Regions from separate parts of the Mus musculus genome. Here regions 2, 3, 4, 5, 6 and 7 are each linked to region 1. The links are chromatin contacts, called in public Hi-C, HiChIP or PLAC-seq and promoter capture Hi-C maps. All regions are on one chromosome and are shown on one strand. The core of a region is the stretch at or near the end of the contact, and the rest is flanking DNA. Distances in the headings are between cores, read along the strand shown. Region 1 holds the start of Mapk11 (mitogen-activated protein kinase 11). Region 2 holds the start of Sco2 (SCO2 cytochrome c oxidase assembly protein). Region 3 overlaps Ttll8 (tubulin tyrosine ligase-like family, member 8). Region 4 holds the start of Ttll8 (tubulin tyrosine ligase-like family, member 8). Region 5 holds the start of Mov10l1 (Mov10 like RISC complex RNA helicase 1). Region 6 holds the start of Sbf1 (SET binding factor 1). Region 7 overlaps Ppp6r2 (protein phosphatase 6, regulatory subunit 2).

Region 1 (3,077 bases), core at 238-2,737:
GGAGACAGACCTAGGTCTCCCTTGGGAAATCTGGCTTTTCCCTGGTAACTCCTAGATGGTCCAGCCCCGAGACAACTCCATCTGAGTCAATGTCCAAGTCCCCTGCAAAGTATCTGCTTCACCTTCCTCCCTGCCCCCTCCAAGTCCTCCCTGGCTCTCCTTCCCTCTAATTTATTGTATTATTTTTTTAAAATGTATTTTCGTGTAACCTTATCCTCCTCCACTTGCTGAGTCCCTGAACATCCCAGACACAACATGTCCCATCATCTCTTCCTCTGTCCGACTCCTTGGGTATGTATGGGTGATGGAGTGGGTGTATCCTGTCTCTACTCACTGTGGAGGGCTGGGGTACAGCCTGAGAAGCAAGAATAAGGAGCGAGTGTCGGCAGAACAAGCCTACCCATCTCAGTGGTGGGTTTACAGGCTGCAGACATGGGGCGAGATCCCATGACCAACTCACTCTGGGCCCTGTAAAGCAGGACTGTTTGCCTCTATAGGGTTGCAGTAGCAGTACCGAGGCTTCGGATGACAGCACCGGATCCAAGATGTGAGACTCAGCCCCCATTCCCGGTGTGGGGCACATACCAGTGTCCACACCCTTGATCAGCCCGTCAACAAGGGCTATCTACAGCCGTTCTCCAATCCCAGGTGCCTGGATGCTGCCCACGATCGAGACTGCAATCTCTGGTCTCCAAGCCCTACCTATATTCTGAGATCCTTTGTTGGGTAAACTGGGGTAGGGTGTAGACAAGAGAGTAGGTGTCCGCTTAGGCTCAAGCCGCTGAGCTTCTAGGAATCTGGAGGCGCGGGTATGATCCACAGGAAAATTTTGGTGTCTTCCAAATTAGAAAGGTCTCCTCACCCCGCTGGGGGTCCCCTTTTCAAATACTTAGTCTGAGGGGAACGTTAGACCCTGCAGCTACTTAGACCTTGCCCGAAATAACCCGGATGGCTGACTGTTCCATTTAGCGGCCCCAGAGACTTGCTCTCCCGCCAGCTGTGACGCCGCAATATTCAGTCTTTTGGGGAAAAACTAGGAAAGGGATCGGAGATGGGGGGGGGGGAGAGGGCATTAGAAGACCCCCCCTACCTGCCAGCGAGTGGAATCTAGTAGGAAAGTTTCCTCCGTGTCCCCTCCCCCCCATTCATTCATCGGAAGCGTGCAGACCGGGGGCGGAGGCAGGGCGAGGCCCCTCCCCACGCCGGGAACCCCACGTCGCGCTGGAGGGTCGCACACGCTTTCCCGCCCAGCTCCCACCAGGTCCTTGCCGGCCCCTACCAGACTGAGCCGTAGGCGCCGGAGCCCACCGGGCGTAGGCCCTGCAGCCGCTGCGGCACCTCCCATACTGTTTTGTTCAGCTCTTGCCGGTAGAATCCCGCGCGCGGACCCGACATATCCACAGAAGCAGCTGGAGCGAGCGCCCCGGATCCCCGCGCGCAGCACCCGGCCCGCGCCCCACGCCCAGCACCGCTGAGCAAAGCGGGGTGGGGGCTGGGGGGCGGCGGCGCAGCAGGGCGGGACGGCGGGGCGGGGCCGAGGCCCGGCGGATTTCCCCAGCCTGGAGACCGGAGGGCGGGGAAACGGGGGTGGGGTGGGGTGGGTGGAGGTTGAGGGTTCCCGGAGACAGACGCACAGCTTCCTGCCCCTCGGAGACCGTGACAAAGGAAAAAGCCTGCTTCCCTCCCATGGGGGTGACGATGAAACTTCTTGCTTGTACTCCTCCACCTTCATCTTCTGCATATTACCTACCCCCTCTGCCCTTCCCCGGGTCCCAGGCCAGTCCCCTTCCTCAGAAATGAAGGGAAATTGTCAAAAGTGAGCTTGAGCACGTGGTGATAATACTTTCAGAACAACAACAAAAAACATTAGTGGTGGGGGGAGGGGGAAGTAAAGGCTCTAGGTTAAAAAACCAGCGCCACGGCGCCAACTCAGGGCACCACTGAGGAAGGCGCCTTGTGGCCAGGGTGAGGAGGACGCCCCCGTTTGGCGTTAATGGTTCACCTCCTAGTAGACTTACTAGGTCTTAGTAAGTGACGGAGCCTTCAGGAGACAAGACGACATCTACTCCCCATGTTGCCCTAACCTCGACCCAGAAGCTCCTGGAAGAGGTAAGCTCCCGGCGGGCAGTCAGGACCAGGGACAGCGCAGCACCATGATTGGGGCCACAAGTATGGTCCCCACATGGGCCTCTTTTTAGTACTGGGTATTTTTCCTCCTTATGAAGCCCTCTCTTCACTGACACTCGGGAAACGCCCCCAGCCTTGACTTTCTCCAGCCACTAGCACAAGGCGACCCAGGAGGTCTACCAACCCTGGCAGGCATAGTTCAGTTTGTCACCAAGCCTAGAAATCTCCCTTTTCCTGGTGTCCAGGGTGGATGCTTTCATGTCCAGTAAGGCCTCACCCATGCCACTTTAGGCCAGTGGTTCTCAACCTGTGGGTCACGACCTCTTTTTTTTAACAGGTGTCACCTAAGACCATCAGAAAACACAGATATTTACAATTCATAACAGTAACAACATTAGTTACAAAGTAACAACAAAATAATTTTATGGCTGGAGGTCACCACAACATAAGGAACTGTATTAAAGGGTTGCAGCATTGGAGAGTTGAGAACCACTGCCCTAGGCCCTACTTTTATTCACACTTGAAAGTAAACATGGAGCAGAGTGTGGTGGTGCACGTCTTTAATCCCAGCACCAGGAGAGAGATGCTGGAGTACCTGGCCAGCCTGATCTACATCCTGAGTTCCAGGGCAGCCTGAGCTAAATCGAGATTCTGTCTCTAAGCTGATTCCTTTCCCCCATTCCTCCTCCCAATAAATTGATTATGGGTTGAGTGTCGTGGCTTCCATCTGTAATTCGAATGCTTAGGAAGCTAAATCTGGAAGATCACAGCAAGTTCAAGGCTTACCTGGGCTATAGAGTAAATCTGAAGCCATCTGAGCTACAGAGTGAGACCCTGCCTCAAGGCGGAAGGAAGGAAGGAAGGAAAGGAAAGGAAGGCAGGCAGGCAGGCAGGCCAGCCAGATGTGGTGGCACGGGTCTTTAATCCTAGCTAAAGCAGAAGCAGGAGGA
Region 2 (3,077 bases), core at 240-2,739, 220 kb after region 1:
GAACTGAGAGAGCTTGGGCCAAGCTTTGGGCCCTAGAGCCAGTAGCATCGTGGACCTGAAGCTCCTGGAAAAGAACAAAGGTGGCAAAAGTCAGAAAAGAATGGACAAGATGTCTAGGCCTCCGCTGCTGGACAAGCATCTGCCCCACATTCAAGCAGGTTATCTAGCTGCCTGCACCGGCTCGTCTCAACTCAGAACTGCTCTGCCGTAAGCTGCATGCAGTCCAGGCAACACCAAAAGTCCATAGCTGGTTTGCTCTAACCTACGTCTTTAACCAGGGAGTCTCAGCCTCATGACCCCAACCTCTGGAGAACCCACGCCACAACTGCCAAGCCTCCCTGTGGATTCTTGGAAGCACCGCGAATATGCTTTGCCTGGGCACTGGGATGCATGTGTCTATTTACAATAAATTGTTCTTTATAGGGAGGCTGTTGATCCTCTGGCTGACCACCTTTAAGAGGTGATCCTTTCTAGCTTTAGGGTCACTTCAGGGTAATCTGGGGCTCAGCAGAAAACAAGTGCCTCCAGCTTGTTTTCTGTAATGTAACACAGCTCAGCCCACTGTGCCTTGAACTGTCTGACCTTCACCTTCCTGGGCAGGCAGACTCCTCTGCACTTAACTGGATGCCGTACCCTGCCCCTCTGCAGTCCCTCAGCCCTGCCATCTCCCTTCATCCTCCCCCCCCCCCCTCTCCCCAGGGAAGGTTGTTACAACTAGCATTTAGAGCCACTGGCATCCAGCCTACTGGGCTCCCCCAGTATGTTGCCCCCGTGTGGCTACAACCTGGATCTCTTATGAGATGGAGGATACGTCCAGGGCACCATCAGCCCTGAGCTAGGACCAGTCCGAGAAGATGGGACTGGCAAATATTCCCAATATGTCCATTTTCTGGGCCTCAGAAGGTCTCTAGCTCATGTGATAAGCTAGATGAAGCAGTAGCAGCAGAGTATGAGGCCACATGTTAACAGCGTCCTCACCCAGTCCCACCCCTTGGGGGAGGACTTGCCCAACTGAACTCACCTGGCTGAGCTGGGTTCGAGACTTAGGGCTGTGCGATGGTCGGTGGGAGGACAAGTTCAGCGAAGGGTGAAGGGACCTTGAAGGGTGCTCGATCTGATAGCACGAGCGCCCCCTGGAGAGTGCGTCGCTGCTGACTGCTGAGCGCAGGGCCGTCTAGGTGCACGCGGAGCCAGGGTGTCCCTGCGCGAGCGACAGAGGCGGTTACCTAGGTCACAGCGGGCGACCGGAAGGGTTGTTTATGGATTCCAGACAGCGCTTACCTCGGGACAAACACTGGCCCACGTCGACCAGTACCTCGGCACCCACTCCCGGTCTGATCGGCTGCCCCGCTCGGCTGCGTCCGGCTCCGAGGTCGTGCAGCACACGGGCCAGCGGCAGCGCTCGGACGCACTCAACAATGCCTAAGGGAGAGGGTGGACACTGAGAACCTACTGGAGGCACGTGCCAGGACCAGGAAAGATCGGGAGAGGAAGTGGGTGGGATCTGGTGCCGTTGATATCCGGTCTCACCGTCTGCCGGTGCGAGCAGCTCCTCTTGCTCTCGGGCGTGAGGCAGCAGCTGCCGGCGTTGCGTGGGGCTCCCGGAGCACAATGCTTTAGCTAGGCCGGGGTCCACGCCCTGCGCCGAAAGCATCAGCTGGAAGCGGCGCCGCGCGGAGCCGTCATCCAACGCCGCGGCCACTCGGGCGGCGCCTTGGTCTTGTGTTTCCGCCTGTCCGCTAATCCAAAGAATGGCGCCTCCTGCTGGCGGGCGGGGTGGAGCTCAGAAGCTGCAGGGATTGAGAGCTCCTGGCATACAAACTGGTGGTCTTAACTCCAGCCCTCTCACCTAGCCTAATGACCAGGTCCCGCAGATCCGGCGGCCCCGCACCATCCAGGCAAAGCAACGCTTCTTCCACCTCCAGGGTATGGCCCACGCTGCGGCCCAGAGGGTTATCCATGGCGGTCAGGGCTGCGGCGACCTTCAGCCCCAGGCTCACTCCCACTCTAACCTGGGGAGGCATTATTCAGTATCCGGCATTATCAAATCCCATACCTGCTGTCCCTGGGTTAAGGTGTCAGTAAAGGCTTAGGTTAGAGATCAGAAACCAACACTGCCAGGCCTCAGAGGGGATGGGGGTGTTCTGGTTGGTTGCCCTAAGTGGCGGGGGTTCTGTGGAGGATTTCCCCAGGTCCGCAGTCAGGACAGCTTTGATTGGATAGGGTAGGAGGGCTGGAAAGAGGAATTGCCGTTTTATTCTTCCAGGACTGTTGAGTGGGCAGAGGCAGGGATAGGACGGAATGTGAGGCTCATGTCCCTTCATAGAAAGGGCACTGTGGCCTAGCACGGCTCACCAACATCTTTGCCAGTTCTCGGGCCTTCTCCTGGTCTGGGAAGACTGCAGCTCCCCCAAACTTAACATCTACCACCAGAGTGGACAGTCCCTCCACGGCCTTCTTACTGAGGATTGAAGCTGCGAAGACCAGAAACATCATCCCAGGGTATACTTGGGCACAGGAAGAGTTGCCTCTCTGAGAAAAGCGGCAGTGCCTAGCGGACTGTCTGTCAGTCAGGGTACCCCGTTTCAGGTCACCTGTAATGAGTGGGACACTGTCCACAGTGGCTGTCACATCTCGTGCAGCATACAGGATCCCATCAGCAGGAACCAGCTTTGCACTCTGGCCGACAATGCAGCAGCCGACTTCCTCAAGGATGTGCAGCATCTGCTCAGACACCTTCATTAACTTCTAGGGACGGACCCACCCACTGGCCCTGACCACTGACCCAACAGAAGTTCAAAACATGGCCAGCGAGAGTCAGTATGGTTCTGATGGCTAACCTACCAAGGATCCCGATTAGTTATGACAGACACATTAATGCGTACCAGCTAATCAGTGGCTTCTCCCTGTTCCCAAGTAACGATCCCGATCAAAGTTCTCTCGATGACTCCAGGCCTATTTACAACCAATGACCTTTTGAATAGTCAATGTTCTCTCTCATTAGTGACCCAGATAAATAACCTGTCCATTGATCATCCTGTGATTCGGGCCAGTGACTCCCTCAACCCAGATCATTG
Region 3 (3,077 bases), core at 406-2,905, 210 kb before region 1:
AGTGGGTACGTAGAGTCAGCACACCTAGGATGGCTGACTTATTGGCCATGTGTGTATATAAAAAAAAACCCTTCATGGGTTTGCAGCCCCATAGGAAGAACAGCAATATCAACCAACCAGACAGCCCCAGAGCTCCCAGGGACTAAACCACCAACCAAGGAGTACACATGGCTCCAGCTGCATATGTAGCAGAGGATGGATGGCCTTGTCAGTCATCAATGGGAGGAGAGGCCCTTGGTCCTATGAAGGCTCGTAGATGCCCCAGTGTAGGGGAATAGAGAGCGGGGAGGCAGGAGTGGGTGGGTGGAGGAACACACTCATAGAAGCAGGGGAAGGGGGGATGGGATGGGGGTTTCCGGAAGGGGGGAACCGGGTAAGGGGACAACACTTGAAATGTAAATAAATTTTAAAAAATTAATTAATTAAAACAAAACCCAAAAAAACCAAAAACCAAAAAACAAACCCTTCCCAGGACAAGGTATTCCACCCATGTGCCGTTTACCTTCACTTCCAAGGTTCTGGAGAGCTTTGGGGAAGAAATTGAACTTCTTCTCCACCCAGCCCTTTCTTCGCAAGGTGGCCCGGATGACAGGGTAGTGTCCATAGATGGAGAAAATCTTCCTCTCCTGAAAACAGCAGCGGCATCTTAGCTGAGGCCCTCGGCAATAAGGGGATTGAGGTGACCTTCCAAAGTAGCCTGGACCAGACTGCACCTCGGCAAGGCCACACACACACTCTGCCCAGAGAGCACAGGAATGCCGCCCTCAGCATGCAGAAGGGTGCGCGTGCGTGTGTGTGTGTGTGTGTGTGCGCGCGTGTGCTTGTGTGTGTGCGCGTGTGTGTGTGTGCACATGTGGGGGCTCGGACATATAATCCCCACAGTTGCTGCACTGCGTTTATTCATCGTTGGGTTGGGATTACAGAGGTGATCACTTCTACACACTCATTCACACACTCAAAGGGGCCAAAACACAACCAAGAAATCAGCACTTCCTGAGCAGCTGTAGCCCCGACTCAGAATTTCTGTAGTCCCAGGATTTCTGGATTTGGGATACAGGTGGGACACACAATTGCACAATGCCTGAGGGTCTAGGGAAAAACTGAGGACTCCCAGTGCAGCTGTCTTTTATAGAAAAGTGAGTGTCCTGGCTAATTTTATGTCAGTTTAACACAAGCTAGAATCATTTGGGAAGAGGAACCTCAACTGAGAAAATGCCTCCACCACATTGGTCTATGCCTGTCGGGGTGGGGGTTGGGGGAGCATTTTCTTGATTGACAATAGATGTGGGAGGGCTGAGCCCACTGTGGGCGTCACCACCCCTAGGCAGAGGTTGTGTAAGAAAGCAGGCTGAGCAAACCACAGGAGTAAGCCAGTGAGGAGTGAGCCTCTGCTTCATCATCTGCCTCCAGGTTCCTGCCTTGACTACAAGCCTGTAGCATGAGATAAACTCTTTCTTCTCCAAGAGGTTTTTGGTCATGGTGTCTTTAACACAACAAAAGAAACACTAAGACAAGAGAGTGTGACGCCTGTTTATAAAAGCTGTGGGTGCCTGAGTTCAGAATGGCAGAAAGAGAAAAACTAACGGGTAACAGAGGAAGGGGCAGGGCCAGCCCAGAAGCTGCTGGAATTCTGACTCATCGCTTGGAGATGGTTAGCTGCGTGTGGTTGAACAGGAAGTTGGCAGCTGGTGGGAGAACCAAACTGTATACTACCTCAGTCTTAGCCCAGGGAAAGGTCATGGAAGGGATCATTGCTTGTTCCCAATGGTCTCATGTGCTTGAGGTATGGTCACCAGGATGGAGTGGGGACATGCCCAGGAAGGGTAAGTGTGAGCTAGCTCTCACACAGTGAGCAGTTATAAAAGAGTGAGCCAAGTCCCCATCTCCCTCTGATCTCCTCTGTCAAATATTCCTTTCCTCCTACCTGCGTGTCTACAATGGTGCCATCTGCCACATGGTGACAGTGACAGAGCCAAACAGGCAGAGCTGCTCAAGCTCTGGCTTTCAGCCCCTCAAGCTGGGTGGTGAGTACATTTGTTTTCTTAATAAAAGTGCAAAGCCTCAGGTATTTTATGTAGTCACAGACAGAAAGCTGACATTCACAAGGGTACCCCAAGCCAGTGCAGAAGGCAGTGACATGACCCGTGTACTAGGTCACTAGCAGGGTCAGGGACGGGCAGGGTCAGCTGGGGTCAGGCAGGAGTGGCGGCACCGAACCACTGGTGTCCTGCAGCAGACGTACAGACCCTGATGGGTCACCATGCAGGACACTGTCCCTGGACTCAAAAGAGCAAGATGACAGGACATATGGGACTCACTAGCATCACCCTAAAATGGTGACAGGACTTTGCAGATGTCACCGAGGCCCTAAGTCAGTGGGCTCTGATGGATACAGTCAATCTCCTGAGGGGCCTAAACTCATCAGGTTATTCCTAACAGAGGCTTGAAGCTCAGAGGATCCCACAGAAGACGGATTCATCTGACTCCCAAACAGCTGGAAGAAGAGATGCTTAGGAAGTGAGCGTAAGCCAGACATCAGTGAGATCTTGGTCAGCAAACCAAGCCACTACCAGAGTCCCAGACTCTATCACAGAGACACAGACAGGCTGAGCCCAGAGCCCATCACACAGACATGAATAGAGAGACAAGCTGAGCCCAGGTCCCAGCACAGAGATCCCAGACAGAGACACTGCAGTGAAGTTTTCTATAGATAAATTTTGTGTTGCCAGGTGTGATGGTTTGTATATCCTTGATCAGGGAGTGGCACCATCTGAAGGTGTGGCCTTGTTGGAATAGGTGTGACCTGGTTGGAATGGGTGTGTCACTGTGGGTGTGGGTATAAGATCCTCACCCTAGTTGCCTGGAAGTTAGTCTTCCACTAGCAGCCTTTGGATGAAGACATAGAACTCTCAGCTCCTTCTGTGCCATGCCTGCCTGGATACTGCCATGTTCCCACCTTGATGATAATGGACTGAACCTCTGAACCTGTAAGCCAGCCCCAATTAAATGTTGTTTTTTATAAGACTTGCCTTGGTCATGGTGTCTGTTCACAGCAGTAAAACCCTAACTAAGACACC
Region 4 (3,077 bases), core at 337-2,836, 200 kb before region 1:
GGTCTATAGAGAGAGTTCCAGGATAGTCAGAGTTACATGGTGACATCTTGTCTCAAAGGGGATGGTGGAGGTGATGCACATCTTTAATCCCAGTACTAGAGAGTCAGAGGGAGGTAGATCTCTGAGTTTGGGGCCAGCCTGGTCTACATAGCGAGTTCCAAGACAGCCAGGACTACACAGAGAAACCCTGTCTTGAAAACCCAACCAACTAACCAAACAAATAAACAGGAAAAGGAAGAAAAACAAAATCAACCAGCCAACTAAACCCCTAGAAATCAATCAACCAACCAACCCCCAGCCACAGATCCTCGTGAGTAAGTCTGACGCAACGATCTGACACAGAGCTGGTATCCAGAATGAACAAGAAACACCTGAAACCAGTAAGACTCATTATTAATAATGGTCAAGATGTGGAATAATATTTCCCCATCGTGAATGTAAGAGAACGGCCAATAAAAGCCCTAGAGAGTCTGGTAGCACCCACCAAACTGATCTTAAAGGCCAAGGCAATGCCAGTTGTGTGGCCAGTGGGGAGTGCCCCGGCTGGTAAGCCTGGATTATATCTTCTCTCTCTTTTTTTTTTCCAGACAGGGTTTCTCTGTGTAACAACAGAGCCCTGGCTGCCCGGACTGGCTTTGTAGACCAGGCTTGCCTCGTATTCACAGAGGATCATCTTGCCTCTCCCTCCCGAGTGCTGGGATTAAAGGTGTGTTCCACCATCCCAGGCCCTGAACTATATCTTCTAAAACTAAATGTGTACCCATCCATGACCATGATTTTACTTATAGATATTTAGGTATTTGTCAGTGGATATGACCCATGTCTGAAGGGCAAGTTCAGTACCCGGCTAGGATAAAAAGCTTTACCTTGTACTACCAGAACAGTCTCACAGAACCAACACGGGAGTCCAGAGGGCAACTGAACTGGGCCTCCTCCGCTATTCCCAACCCCCGCCCCCGCCCCCCCCCCACGCCTGCTCCTTTGAGTAAGGCTGCCGAAAATGCGGAACAAGAAAGGTACAGACTATTTTCTTCTTTGTGATCTCCATCTGACAAAGTGGAAGACAGCTTCTTCCTCTCGCCGTTCTCCATGCTCGCCTCTCGTAGCTGGTTCTTTTGGCCCCCAACCCCTGTTGACAAAGATTTAGAGTTCAGACATACCCAGGGAGGCAAGGGTGGGGTTCGGAGGACCCGGGTGTGGGAGGGAGGCCTGAAAGGAGGGTTTGGGGTCGGGGGACACGACATGACTGGGAAACTTGAGGTGTGAGAAGTCAGATGAGAAGAAAGGTCAGTGGGAGACAGATGAGATGAAGAAGTTAGGGTAGAGGGACAACTCGGGGGTAAGGAAGTAAGTATGGGGTTGAAGAGATAGACTTGGGCCAGAGTTAGGGAAGTCCAAGAGGGACATCCAGTCTGGAGAGAAATACAGGTCTGGAGCTAAGAAGGAGAGGTCGAGGTAGGGAGACAGGACACAAATTGGGGCGCAGGCTTAGGGTCAGAAAGGGGAGGCCGTTACGAAGTTTGGAGGAAAGTGGGGAGGTGAGGGAAAGAAGGTTGAACAGGCGTGGTGGGGTGAAAGTGGAGGGATAAGGTGGGAAAGTTCTGTGATTCTAAGGATCGACGTCTGGGATTCCAATCGGAGGGGGCGGGGCGGGGTTCCGAGTACTGCGTAGGAGGGGGACCTGGGCACTAGCGAGGGCAGGCGTGGCGCGTCTGAGGGCAGGCAGTGCTCACCTGGGACCCGCCCTAAAGCGCGTGCTGCTGTGGCCGAGCGGCGGGCAGAGCGGCCAGGCGTCTTGCGGTTGCTCAGGGCAACCGCCCTCGCCTGCACCATGCATTGTGCAGACTCCTGGCGCTGGTAGCGGGGCTTTCGGCGTGCTAAGCGGCGCCCCACTCGGGGTGTGGGGCTTCGTGGACGCACAGGCGGCAGAGGCTGCGGAGGGCTGCGTGAAAGAGGAATCCGCTGGCAGCAGCGGAGCACAGGGGACACCCGAGACGCAGTCCGAACGCAGTTGCTGGCACTCACACTGAGCTTTGGTTCTAGATCCAGTCCCATGTTACGGTCCAAGGAGCGGCTTGGACGGGGGTGGAGTCGGGGGCGAGAGCGGGGACTAGGTCCCCCGACGGAGCAGGCCATGCGTCAGGATTAGTCCTTAAGTGCCTGCGACCCTCGCCTGGGTCATGTGCTCCTGCTCCACATCTCCCACGCACCTGTCAGGGTCACACAGACAACCCAAGCCCTCAGACTACACCAAGTCACAAAGACTATGGGTCACACCCTGCCCCACCCTCCGCTTCCTCCCTCCTGGCTCCCTTGTTGACCACGAGAAGCCTCCACTTAGGCCTGAGGTGGGGATGGATGGAGTCCGAGGGTCCTTCGGGGCAGGTGTTCTCCCCTTGCCAGCCGAGCGTCTACTGAGATCAGGGTAGGCAGAGTAAGCCTTCTGTGCGCAGAGGAACATAGAGTGGCCCTGGTACCTAGACTTATTAGTGGGATACTTGTGCTGTGCCCTTCCAGGCTGTCCCTTCCCGACAGTCAGCACTACTTGCCATCTAGGCCTTTCCAGGTTAGTTCCTGTGATCGTCCTGTGTTTGTGCCTATGTGGGTGGTGCCTTGGGTTGTCTTGAGGAAGGCCCCTCACCCTGTCAGAGTTGTCCGCTGTTTTAAAGCGCAAACTTCAGCATATTTTCAATGGGTTTAAAGCAGTTCTCAACCTATGGGTCGCGACCCCACACACAGTGGGTCACATATCTAACTAGCAAAATTAGTAATGAAATAGCACTGGAATAATTTTATGGTTGGTGTCACCACAACATGTGGTGTTGTATTAAAGGGTCACAGCTTTAGGAAGGTTTAAAGGCATTTTTTTTTTAAAAAAACAGGTTTTGCTCTTCAGGTGTTGTAGGAGTCTTCTCCCTGACTGGTGATCTAGTCTTTACTCACAGGGGTTATACAAATCAAGGAATAAATAAAAAATGGCTTTCCACTCTAAGGTCCTGTTTCTCATCCCCTTCCAACCCTTTTTCCCCAGAAGCATTTAACAGGCTATGACCACATTTGCGAGTTAGCATTTATTG
Region 5 (3,077 bases), core at 311-2,810, 170 kb before region 1:
GGTCTTGGAGCAACGTTTTCTTTTAGATATGAAGTCACAATGTCTGTAAGGCATTTGCTTGGAAATGTAGAAGAGGCCGATCCGGGGCAGCAGCTCAGGCTGGTAGCAACCACACACAGTCCTGAAAGCCAGGACTACCAGATACTGTGAAAGAAAGCCTGTCTGGGGTACCTAGCCAGCATCTCTGAAGATGACTCAAACCCTATAAATAGTCAGGTCCTGTGTATTATTTTCCTGTGTATTCTGAGTAACACACTTGAGAAGGTTTTATGACAGCCTCTAAATGTTTAAGCAATGCTGCCATTACTCCCAGTTTAATTGAAGAGTGCCAATGATGTACAAACAGACAAACCAAATCTAGAACTAAATCAGATCCCCAACAAACACAACAGAATACATACTGTTTATGACACACAGAATATCCAGTGAAGGACATTCAGGAGATCAACAAAGTGGGAGATACCCTTGATAAGGTTTGTGTTCTATTTTGTTTTGAGACAGCCTCTCACTATGTAGCCCTGGCAGGCCTAGAACTATGAAGACCAAACTGACCTGGAAGTCACAGAAATCTGCCTGCCTCTTCCTCCTAAGTCCTATTAAAGGTGCATATCACTAGGCCCTGACAAGTTTTAAGAACAGAAGTCATCCAAATTTTACTCTCTAAGACTGACTAACATCAGTAGCCGAAACTCTCTAAATAGTCGTATACTGACAACATGCCTGTGTGGACTGGGGTGGGGGAACAGCAAAATAAAACTCAAACCACAAGACAAATATGAAATTGCGATTCAAATTGTATAGGATGCACCTTAACCAAAATTTAAAGAGAAATCTATAGCTTGTAAATGCTGTCTTAAAAACAGCGAGCAAAACAAAACCAAACTTTGGGATGTAGTTTTGTGGTAGGGATATTAAGTGCGCAAGGACCTCTAGCACAGCCTAAAGCATTGTGAAAGCACAGGTCTGTAACCTCTGAACTTGGGAGATCGAGGCAGGGGATCAGAAATGCAAGAGCATCCTTGGCTACATCGTGAGTTCATAGCCTAGGTACATAGCATCCTTCTCAAACAAACAAACAAACAAACAAACAAAGTAAAGCTGTAAGGAATATTGGAACAGAGGGACCATCCTACGAAACGGCTCCTAAGCTCACACTGGGTAGTGAAACTCTTTATCTTTGTACTTAAGTGGATTCAGCAGAAACGCCTGGCCCAGCTTCACGCTGCAGTCATCCGGCACAAAGCGCCACCCTCTCTTCCACACACTGCGCATGCCAGGCCTCTCATCTCTTGCACGAGGACCTCCATGCTCCTTCACGTGCTAACCGCCAACCTCTCGTGGCTAACGGTCGAGCCTCGTGGAATATACAGGGACCCCATTGGCTGAGTTCTATGACAGGCAGGCGCAGGCGCAGATGCAAGAACCCCATTGGCTGGTTTCTACCAGCGCATGCGTGCTGGCCCATGGGCGGGGCTGTGGCGTGCGGGCAAGAAGCTGGGACGGAGGTGGAGGCCGCCGCCGCGTGGATGCCATGCTGCGCCTTGCTGCCAAGCTGGTGTCCTTCTTCTGGAGGAAGGAGGACATCCCTGAGGAGGAGGTCGGGCAACCAGGGCGGGAGCTGTCGGAAGGTAAGGGTGCACGGAGCACTCCGCTGGAAGCCCTCAGCAGGCCTGTGAGGTGGGGGCGAAGCTGTGACCCCCTCCGGTCGGGCTCTCCCGCCTTCCTTCGGTGGTTCGAGAACAGGCCTTTGGAAGCTTAGGCTTGGCCCTCCCTTCCTTCGCAAACCCAAACGGGCTGTATCTCTTAGTCATTTTCTCAAGAGAGAAAAAAAGGGTGCGTGATTTTTGCACGGGTGCCTTGTTATTCTTGGGCCAGTGCCATGGCTACCTCATTGTCCCTTTCCTTCACTGTGCGTGATTTTGTGCTATACGCGCCAACTGGATATCGCTGCCCCCTCTCTGCCTGGCTTTGGTCCCCACTGAGCTCTCAGTGGGATGAGTGAGGTCCGGAAACCATCGTTCTACCACTTGGAGTTGTCCTTTCCAAAAGCAATGAAGTCATTCCCCTTGGATTCTTTATCATTCCCAGGCTTCCAGTTCTGGCATTTCTGAAGAAGCAACAAAAAAAAATCAGTCTAGGGTTGTGGGGGTCACCACGACAGGAGGAGCTGTATTAAAGGGTCGCGGCGTTAGAACCATTGCCAAGAACAGTGACTTTCAGCATGAGCTCCGGTTTCACTTCCAGAGTTACCAGGTTACCCCTCCCCGGAGCTCAGGGCCATGCTTGCTGCCTTTCTTTCTAGTTTTTCTTTTGCGTGTGAACTTGGGCTAGTGGCTCCCTGGATTTCGCCATCCTCTAAAAGAGTGAAATTTTCAAGAGAAGCTAAAAATAACATTAAAAAAAAAATGAAGTTGTTGAGCACAGCATGGTAATTGAAAGGCCTTTTGTATTTAGATGTGCTGGTTTCTGTAACAAAATGTAACCTGGAGAAAATAATGGCATACGGCCAAAGGGGTGGTTCTCAACCTGTGGGTCACGGCCCCTGTAAGGGGTGTGTGTGTCACATATCAGCTATTTACATTATGATTCGAAATAGTTATGAATAGCAAAATTACAGATGTGAAGTAGCAAGAAAAATAATTTTATGGTTGAGGTCACCACAACATTAGGAACTATATTAAAGGGTCACTGCATTAGGAAGGTTGAGAACCACTGTAAAAAAAAAAAAAGTGGCTTTCTGTAACAGCTTGAGTTCCAGTTTTATGGTGTTGTGTCATGTGTATTGGCTGATTTTGTGTGTCAACTTAACACAGGCTGGAGTTATCATAGAGAAAAGAGCTTCAGTTGAGGAAATACCTCCATGAGATCCAGCTGTGGGGCATAGTGATCAGGAGGGGAAGAAAGCCTATTGTGGGTGATACCATCCCCGGGCTGGTGTCCTTGGGTTGTATAAGAAAGCAAGCTGAGCAAGCCAGGGGAAGCAAGCCAGTAAGTAACATCCCTCCATGGCCTCTGCATCAGCTCCTGCTTCCTGACCTGTTGAGTTCCAGTACAGACTTCCTTTGGTGTGGAAGTGT
Region 6 (3,077 bases), core at 167-2,666, 170 kb after region 1:
TGGTGGTGGTGGTGGTGTTTTCCAGTGCATACAGGGTCCATCATGTGGACATTAAACAAAGGAACAGTCCTAGTGGAGACTTAGCAAGAAGAAAGGCAAAGAAGAAAGTTTGGGTCCTGAATGGTGACAGTGACAGCTGGTCTGAGAAGCAGCAGAATAACTGTGTGGAATAGATAACTGGAACACGGTAGGAAGCATTACATCTAGGGATTAAGGGGCTACCTCATCTGGCCACAGTTGTCCCTAAGATACCGCCCCTCTGCAGGTGGACTCTGACAGCCAGAGTACAAGTCCCAGCCTCCATTCCAGACCCACACACTCAACTTCTCTATGCCAGATTCTATGCTGAAGATAGGGCAACAGCAAGGCAATCTCAGTGGGCTATTGGGAGAAATGAGATCATACACACAAAGGGTTGTGCAGGGCCTGGCACACTGAGGACTCCAGCCAACACCCCCCAACACTGTTGTCTCCATGGCTGTGGTTGATGTCACTGTCAGGCTCCGTTTTCTCCTACCCCCAGGACTGAAGGGCTCTCAGACACAGGTGCTGACTCCAGATCAGGGCCTCCTAGATCACCACACTGATCCCCCGCTGAGGGGCCTGGCTTAGAGGCTTGAACACCAGGAATGCTCTCCTCCAAGTGTGACACTTTCGTCTGAAGTCCGGCTCCATACCACCGACGAACCCCTCCCCCTCCACTGCACCCCATCAAGCGGTGCTTGAGGCTTCAGACCTAGCACTGGGTCAGAGAAGCTGGAAGACGAAAACGTTCCGCCCCCCTCTCTGAAATTCCCAGACCCAGCCACCGGCAGGCGGCCAAGGCGGGGTGAGCCCATCCCACCCAACTTGGAATCGGGGAGACCGAACTGCAGCAGGGTCCTCCAGCCTCCCACGCCCGAGCGACACGCCCCTGCCCACCTCGGAACAGCGACGCAGGTGCCCAGGTGTAGGAGGGATGTTTCTTACACAGGCCATGTCGTCCGGGGTCCTCGCGGGTTGCCCCGACGCCACCGTGGCCAATAACTACGGAGGCCTCTTTTCGAGAGCCCCGAGAGCTCGGCCCCAACTCCTGACCCTGCCTCCGGCCGGGTCTTCTTAGCTTCGAGTCCTCAGTCCCAGTCCCTCAGTCCCCCCCAGCTCGTCCCCCTCGGCGCTGAGACTCACCGCGCGGGTGCGGCCCGAACGCCACCAGCACGAAGTAGTCCGCGAGCCGCGCCATGGCAAGGGGCGCAGGCGGGCTCCACGGCTCGAGGGTTCGATGGCGGCGCGCTCATGGCCCGGCGCTGGCCCTAAGCTGCACACTTGGGACACCCCGGGCCCGCTCCTCTGCGGCGCCGCTGACCAGGGCTTCCGCCGCCATCTTCCCAGCCAGCCGGCCCGCCCGGGCGCTTCAGGAGCCTGCGCAGTTCTGCCCCTCCCGTGTAGGCGGGACCTGGCACAGTGCGCTTCCATTGGGCCACTCCGCATGGGGCGGGTCCAGAGGGCGCTGCCCCGCCTACTACCTCATGCTCAAGGACCGGCTCAACCCTTTGGGCGGGTGAAGCTTACGGCGGCCGGGGCGGGTCAGCTACCCTGGTCCCGCGGCCGACATTTCGACCTGAAGCACCACCGGTCAGGATTAGGGCATACTTCCCCGTCGGAACTGAAGCCCCGGAATGAAGGGAGACCTGGACCTCACCCTTGGGAGAGCCTAACTCCGAGGGTCAGGGGCGTGGTCCAGCTCAGTCTGCCTGAAGCAAACCAGTGGAGCTCAGGCCTTGTCCAGCCAGTCTCCCAAACTAGAGGACCGAGCTGGGGGATGGAGGAGTGTCATGGCTTCGCCACTCACCCTGCCAATCTTATGGTGGCCAAGGGAAAGACTTTACAGGCTTTTTTTTTTTAAGTTCCTAGTGCAAAAAGGGGCAGCTAGATATTTCACCATTGGATGGATGGGATATCCAACACCTGCATTTAAAAAAAAAAAAAAAAAAGTTCCAGCTTGAGTCACCTTCCTGCGAAGTTGGATCGCCCTGGAGGTCAGGGGGTTGGCCAGGCCTCTTGCAGTAATACAGGAATGGACACTTGTAGGAGAGGCAAGGTCCTTGACCAGGAGATTAAAGGGGGAGGACTAGGCTTGCTTGTTGATGAGTTTAGTTTTCTGTGAGAACTGAAAGACAAGCCACCTATTAGCATCGTGTTCCCTCCACCTGCAAGATCTGGAGAATGAATGAAAGCAATCTCAGGAGAGACGAGTCCAGTCGTCAGTGTACGTGTATAAAGAGTCTCGGCCCTTGAGAAGCTGAAGCAGGTCGTTCATGAATTCCAGTCCAGTCTCCTTGGCTTCATCAGGAAACCATGTGTCCAAAAAACAGGAGATATAAGGGCCTTTCTGGAGAGATAGTTTAGAGGTTATGGGAATCTGTGCTGGATTTGCAGCACCCTCGCCTGCAATTCTGGGTCCAGGGGGATCTGTCGCCCCCTTCTGGCCTCCGGAACGTGTTTGTGGTGGTGCGTGGACATACATGCAGGGAAAACACCCATACACATAAAGTGAAAATGTCTTTTTTAAGAGAGGGGGATGAGCTTGGTGGTCATGGTGGTGGTGGCAGCGCACGCCTTTAATTAAAGCGCTTGGGAGTCAGAAGCAGATGGAGTTTGAAGCCAGCCTGGTCTACGGAGCTAGTTCCAGAACAGCCAGGAAGCCCTGTCTTGAAAAAAATAAGATAAAATAAAAATAAATAAAAGAGGGGAAGAGGAAAAGACTGTCCTAGGAAAGTTCTGTGCACAGAGACACAAACCTAGCTCTCCTTTGCCAATGCCAGGTGAGCTGCAAAATCTTCCTTTCTGCTTAAAACCTGTGTTTGAACTTGATTGAGTTGGCTGCTTCTGTCAATCAACTAAAACTCGTCTCTATACTCGTAAGAAATGGTGGCAGGGGGCTGGAGAGATGGCTCAGAGGTTAAGAGCACTGACTGCTCTTCTGGAGGTCCTGAATTCAATTCCCAGCAACCACATGGTGGCTCACAGCCTTCTGTAATGGGATCCAATACCCTGTTCCGGTGTGTCTGAAGACAGCTACAGTGTACTCATATACA
Region 7 (3,077 bases), core at 403-2,902, 140 kb after region 1:
GAATTACAGTCAGGTGCCCTGCACGCTCGCACAGTAGGACAAAATGCATCTCAGGGTTAGGGATTAGGTGTAGTCTGAGCCCTGATTGGGAAGTAGAAGCAGCTCGCAGGTGGTCAAGCCACAGTTCCCCTGCAGTGTCTGAAGGCCGTCCCTAGGGAAGGAATCAGGTATGTTGTCATCATCCTTGCCAAGAGGCCAGCCACTCCAGCAAGTGCTTCTATTTTGAGTGGTCAAGATGAGAATATAGGACCAAGGTGTCAAGGAGCTACCCAGTGAGTCAGGGGTACTCCACAAAGCTAGATCTCTGTGTTCCCCAGGGAGCTCAGCCTCCTGGCATTCAGCGGTGGGAGAGCAGGTGGTGAGGCTCAGGAGCATAAGGAGTTGTCTGTGGGTACAGGATACTGGAAATGGCTTCCCATACAAAGGCCCTGAGGCAGGATCTCCACCTAAGTTCAGGGTACAGTAGAGGAAGTCTCAGGGCTGGACCCTACCAGGAGACAAGGTACTAATCTCACAAGGCTCTTGACCTTAGGCCCATGTGGGGGTTTTGTTTTGGATTCTGCATCTACTCTTAAATGAGTATCACCTATGGGGTTTCTGGCCTTGTCTCTGCCTACACTTCCAAGTCTGGGATGTACCTGACACCAGCTTGTTCTTGACACAGTGGGCACCAGACAGACTGCCTAGCACAAGTTCACCATCATGCATTCAGGCTCTGGGTCCTACCAGCCCTGCCTCCTCCTCCTCCTCACACACAGGGTAGGCCCTGCCCACGTGTGTGCTTCTTGAGGGTCCTCTGTGATATTGGAACTTAAGGGGTTTCCCTCAGCTAAGCGGGAAGATTAAGCAGCTGGAATCCATGGTTGGTATAACCCAGTGGTTCCCAACCTTCCTAGTGTGTGACCCTTTAATACAGTCTCACATGCTGTGGTGATCCCAGTCATAAATCATTTTTGTTGCTACTTCACAACTAGAACTTTGGTACTGTGATGAACATAACTGTAAAGAGCCACAGCCCACAGTTGAGAACTGCTGTTTGCAGCTGGGACTCAAAGTTTCATACTCTGTACCCATAGCGTCTGGCTGCTCATGTCCAAAGCTCATTGAGGCCCTGGCTCTTGTGTTCTAGGAACCCTAGGCAGGATATCGCCCCTAAAGCAAACACCACTATATATCTAAAAGATTTGTAGAAAAGCAAAAATGTAGAGCCAAGACTTGGAGAAGGGTTCACATGGCTACTGATTCAGATGTGATAAAATTAACTAAGAGGAAAAGCCTAGACTGGAGTTCCTTGGGTTGAGAGTACACAGGCTTGTTTGTGAGTTTTGCTGTGTTGTGGAGGGTGGTCTCAACTCACAACTGTCCCACCTCCATCTCTTTAGTGATCAGATTACCGAGGAAGATCACCACATCCAACTAACAGCCTACCTTTAGAGACCTTCATCCTCTTTTTCTAAATCCTTCCTAGAGAAGTACTTTAACCCTGCTGCAAAAAGACAAAGTAAATCCTTTACAAAGCTATTTTCAAAACCTGCTAGATAGTTGAACCACTGCCAAGTTTATTCAGCCTCTACAACTCCCTCCCTCCCTGCTTGTCCTGCATCTCATCTGAGAACCCCTCCCTGGGACAGAGCCAGGTATCTTTGTTCTGCAGGATCCATCTGTTACTTGTGGTTAGTCTAGGCTAGCTTTGGGTATGAAGACACTCAGTCCTTATATAATCCCTCCTCCTCACCTCACTTTTTTTGCAAACACAGGTCTCACTTTATAGCCCTGGCTGGCCTGGAACTCTCTATGGAGGTCAGGATGGACTCAAACTCAGTGACCTGCCTACCTATGTCTCCTAAGTACACGATAAAGGCATGGCCCACCATGCCTGGTCATCAGGGACCCTTTAGATAGCGTAAGGGTGAAGTTAAATTTAAGCAGCAACATTGGGGCCATCAGTAAATGAAGCTCCACAGCTGTCAGGATTTGAGTGCTGCTTATAGGAAGGATTGAGGTCATGATCATCATGTAGTTTGTCCCACTGTCTGGGACTCAGGGCTACAAAGCCAGCTGTAGTCATGCCACAAAAGAGATAAGCAGATAGGAGCTGTGCGTATCACTTGGAGGCCCTTTGCTGGTTGTTGGGTATCTGAAATAGGCAGCAGTGAAGTAGGGGCACCCATAACTGGAGCCTATTTGCCACACAGGGCTGAGTGTCCTGACAGTACCGTGTTAGCCCCTGCCTGCCCCGCACCTTCAGAAGTGACCATCAGTCCTGCCGTGGCTACCATAGCACCAAGCAAGGCAGGCTCTCCCACGGCCACCATAGTGGTCTCTTCCTCAGTGGCTGCTGCAGTGCCCCCAGGACCGATCGTGGCAGTAACCACAGCAGCCCCAGCCATAGTTGCCACCCTGGGGACGATGACAAAGGACAGGTGAGTAGATTGGCCAAAGAGGGTAGGGTGGGACTGGATGAACCCCAGAAGCCCACATGCTGCAACTCTGCCTCTTCCCCCATTTATGCAGGAAGGCAGATGCCCTGCCAGAAGGCGCTGCCTTAAATGGTCCTGTGTAACTGCTGCCACCCGGCCGTGGCCCGCCCTGGTCAGGCTGCTTCCTTAATCAAGAAAACTACCTGGTGATGCAATTTTTTTTTTTAATTTAACTTTAAAATAAATGCTGCATTTGGTAAAGCTGGCAGTGGAACCAGTTGGATGACCCAGCTCCTGTCTCTCCTACCTGCCCTTGGTCCTTTTGGAAGACAGATGGACCTGGCCACTCCCTGTCCAGGTCTTGGTCTGGCAATGAGGCCCCTGACTTGCAGCTTCTACCTGCAGGACTTGGTGAGGGAACAAGACCCTACGGTGCCAGCACCGTCAGATGGGCAGGAAGGGGGAGGAGCACCAGGCTCTGGTTTCATCTGTACTTTTTAATGCACGGAGGAAAAGCCTTTTTTTTTTTTTTTTTTTTTTTTTTTTGCACTTTGTACCCAGCTACAATACAGGGTCTCTCTTGGCTCACGGCAGATGTAAAGGCCTGAGTTGGAGAGACCTGATCCCCAATAATAATAATACATGGGGGTCTGGCAC

The links. Promoter capture Hi-C pulls out the DNA fragments that hold promoters and counts their contacts. Hi-C and Micro-C count contacts between places; a contact is called where the count stands out from the background. HiChIP or PLAC-seq counts read pairs in DNA pulled down with a chosen protein or histone mark. Capture Hi-C pulls out chosen DNA fragments and counts their contacts.
Region 2: a promoter capture Hi-C map of liver shows a contact between it and region 1. The contact joins the promoter of Sco2 here to the promoter of Mapk11 in region 1. A contact is called at or near these places in 12 of 39 promoter capture datasets (the C10 cell line, the HPC-7 cell line, cranial neural crest and 8 more), 4 of 484 Hi-C or Micro-C datasets (B cells, CD8 T cells, embryonic stem cells and 1 more), 8 of 115 datasets of contacts at active chromatin or transcription factors (CD4 single positive thymocytes, effector CD8 T cells, embryonic stem cells and 3 more) and 3 of 9 other capture datasets (adipose tissue, liver and pancreatic islet).
Region 3: an H3K4me3 HiChIP or PLAC-seq map of bone marrow-derived macrophages shows a contact between it and region 1, with 4 times the contacts expected there. The contact joins the enhancer-like site here to the promoter of Mapk11 in region 1. A contact is called at or near these places in 5 of 39 promoter capture datasets (embryonic stem cells, frontonasal cranial neural crest, hippocampal neurons and 2 more), 3 of 115 datasets of contacts at active chromatin or transcription factors (bone marrow-derived macrophages and embryonic stem cells) and 4 of 9 other capture datasets (adipose tissue, embryonic stem cells, liver and 1 more).
Region 4: a promoter capture Hi-C map of adipose tissue shows a contact between it and region 1. The contact joins the promoter of Ttll8 here to the promoter of Mapk11 in region 1. A contact is called at or near these places in 3 of 39 promoter capture datasets (liver and stem cell-derived epiblast-like cells), 2 of 115 datasets of contacts at active chromatin or transcription factors (embryonic stem cells and pancreatic cancer cells) and 4 of 9 other capture datasets (adipose tissue, embryonic stem cells, liver and 1 more).
Region 5: a contact with region 1 is called in a promoter capture Hi-C map of adipose tissue. The contact joins the promoter of Mov10l1 here to the promoter of Mapk11 in region 1. A contact is called at or near these places in 1 of 115 datasets of contacts at active chromatin or transcription factors (double positive thymocytes) and 2 of 9 other capture datasets (adipose tissue and pancreatic islet).
Region 6: a promoter capture Hi-C map of liver shows a contact between it and region 1, with 2.0 times the contacts expected there. The contact joins the promoter of Sbf1 here to the promoter of Mapk11 in region 1. A contact is called at or near these places in 16 of 39 promoter capture datasets (the 3T3-L1 cell line, the C10 cell line, the HPC-7 cell line and 9 more), 1 of 484 Hi-C or Micro-C datasets (regulatory T cells), 7 of 115 datasets of contacts at active chromatin or transcription factors (bone marrow-derived macrophages, double positive thymocytes, embryonic forebrain and 3 more) and 4 of 9 other capture datasets (adipose tissue, embryonic stem cells, liver and 1 more).
Region 7: a Hi-C map of pre-megakaryocyte-erythroid progenitors shows a contact between it and region 1, with 2.7 times the contacts expected there. The contact joins the enhancer-like site here to the promoter of Mapk11 in region 1. A contact is called at or near these places in 1 of 39 promoter capture datasets (embryonic stem cells), 1 of 15 datasets of contacts at CTCF or cohesin (large pre-B cells), 3 of 484 Hi-C or Micro-C datasets (cerebellum, nephron progenitors and pre-megakaryocyte-erythroid progenitors), 4 of 115 datasets of contacts at active chromatin or transcription factors (embryonic forebrain, embryonic stem cells and pancreatic cancer cells) and 3 of 9 other capture datasets (adipose tissue, liver and pancreatic islet).

The regions. Positions count from the first base shown.
Region 1 is chr15:89,148,119-89,151,195 of GRCm38.p6, forward strand. It overlaps Mapk11 (mitogen-activated protein kinase 11), which reads right to left and starts at 1,488. Exons shown (of 12, transcript NM_011161.5): 1 at 1,280-1,488. The coding sequence starts at 1,395.
Region 2 is chr15:89,372,402-89,375,478 of GRCm38.p6, forward strand. Sco2 (SCO2 cytochrome c oxidase assembly protein) reads right to left here and starts at 1,490. Exons shown (of 3, transcript NM_001111288.2): 1 at 1,282-1,490; 2 at 1,022-1,201; 3 at 1-64. The coding sequence starts at 48. Ncaph2 (non-SMC condensin II complex, subunit H2) reads left to right here. Exons shown (of 20, transcript NM_001115132.2): 20 at 1-449. It overlaps Tymp (thymidine phosphorylase), which reads right to left. Exons shown (of 11, transcript NM_138302.2): 5 at 2,595-2,724; 6 at 2,356-2,474; 7 at 1,850-2,012; 8 at 1,531-1,761; 9 at 1,282-1,422; 10 at 1,022-1,201; 11 at 1-64. The coding sequence ends at 1,044.
Region 3 is chr15:88,935,501-88,938,577 of GRCm38.p6, forward strand. It overlaps Ttll8 (tubulin tyrosine ligase-like family, member 8), which reads right to left. Exons shown (of 12, transcript NM_172818.3): 3 at 503-626. Among named protein-coding and RNA genes, the nearest start is that of Ttll8, 17 kb to the right of the region's middle. Within about 2 kb of position 1,656, at least 61 of the 459 cell types and tissues checked have an H3K27ac peak or open chromatin away from gene starts, as enhancers often do. A contact at or near this core is called in bone marrow-derived macrophages, where this site is marked.
Region 4 is chr15:88,952,832-88,955,908 of GRCm38.p6, forward strand. Ttll8 (tubulin tyrosine ligase-like family, member 8) reads right to left here and starts at 1,587. Exons shown (of 12, transcript NM_172818.3): 1 at 1,025-1,587. The coding sequence starts at 1,244. Mlc1 (megalencephalic leukoencephalopathy with subcortical cysts 1 homolog (human)) reads right to left here. Exons shown (of 12, transcript NM_133241.2): 12 at 3,053-3,077.
Region 5 is chr15:88,981,434-88,984,510 of GRCm38.p6, forward strand. It overlaps Mov10l1 (Mov10 like RISC complex RNA helicase 1), which reads left to right and starts at 1,561. Exons shown (of 27, transcript NM_031260.2): 1 at 1,561-1,628. It also overlaps a transcript of Mlc1 not described here.
Region 6 is chr15:89,313,895-89,316,971 of GRCm38.p6, forward strand. Sbf1 (SET binding factor 1) reads right to left here and starts at 1,417. Exons shown (of 41, transcript NM_001170561.1): 1 at 1,168-1,417. The coding sequence starts at 1,222.
Region 7 is chr15:89,283,584-89,286,660 of GRCm38.p6, forward strand. Ppp6r2 (protein phosphatase 6, regulatory subunit 2) reads left to right here. Exons shown (of 25, transcript NM_026813.2): 24 at 2,196-2,423; 25 at 2,515-3,077. The coding sequence ends at 2,563. Among named protein-coding and RNA genes, the nearest start is that of Mir6959, 21 kb to the right of the region's middle. Within about 2 kb of position 1,653, at least 24 of the 459 cell types and tissues checked have an H3K27ac peak or open chromatin away from gene starts, as enhancers often do. A contact at or near this core is called in pre-megakaryocyte-erythroid progenitors, where this site is marked.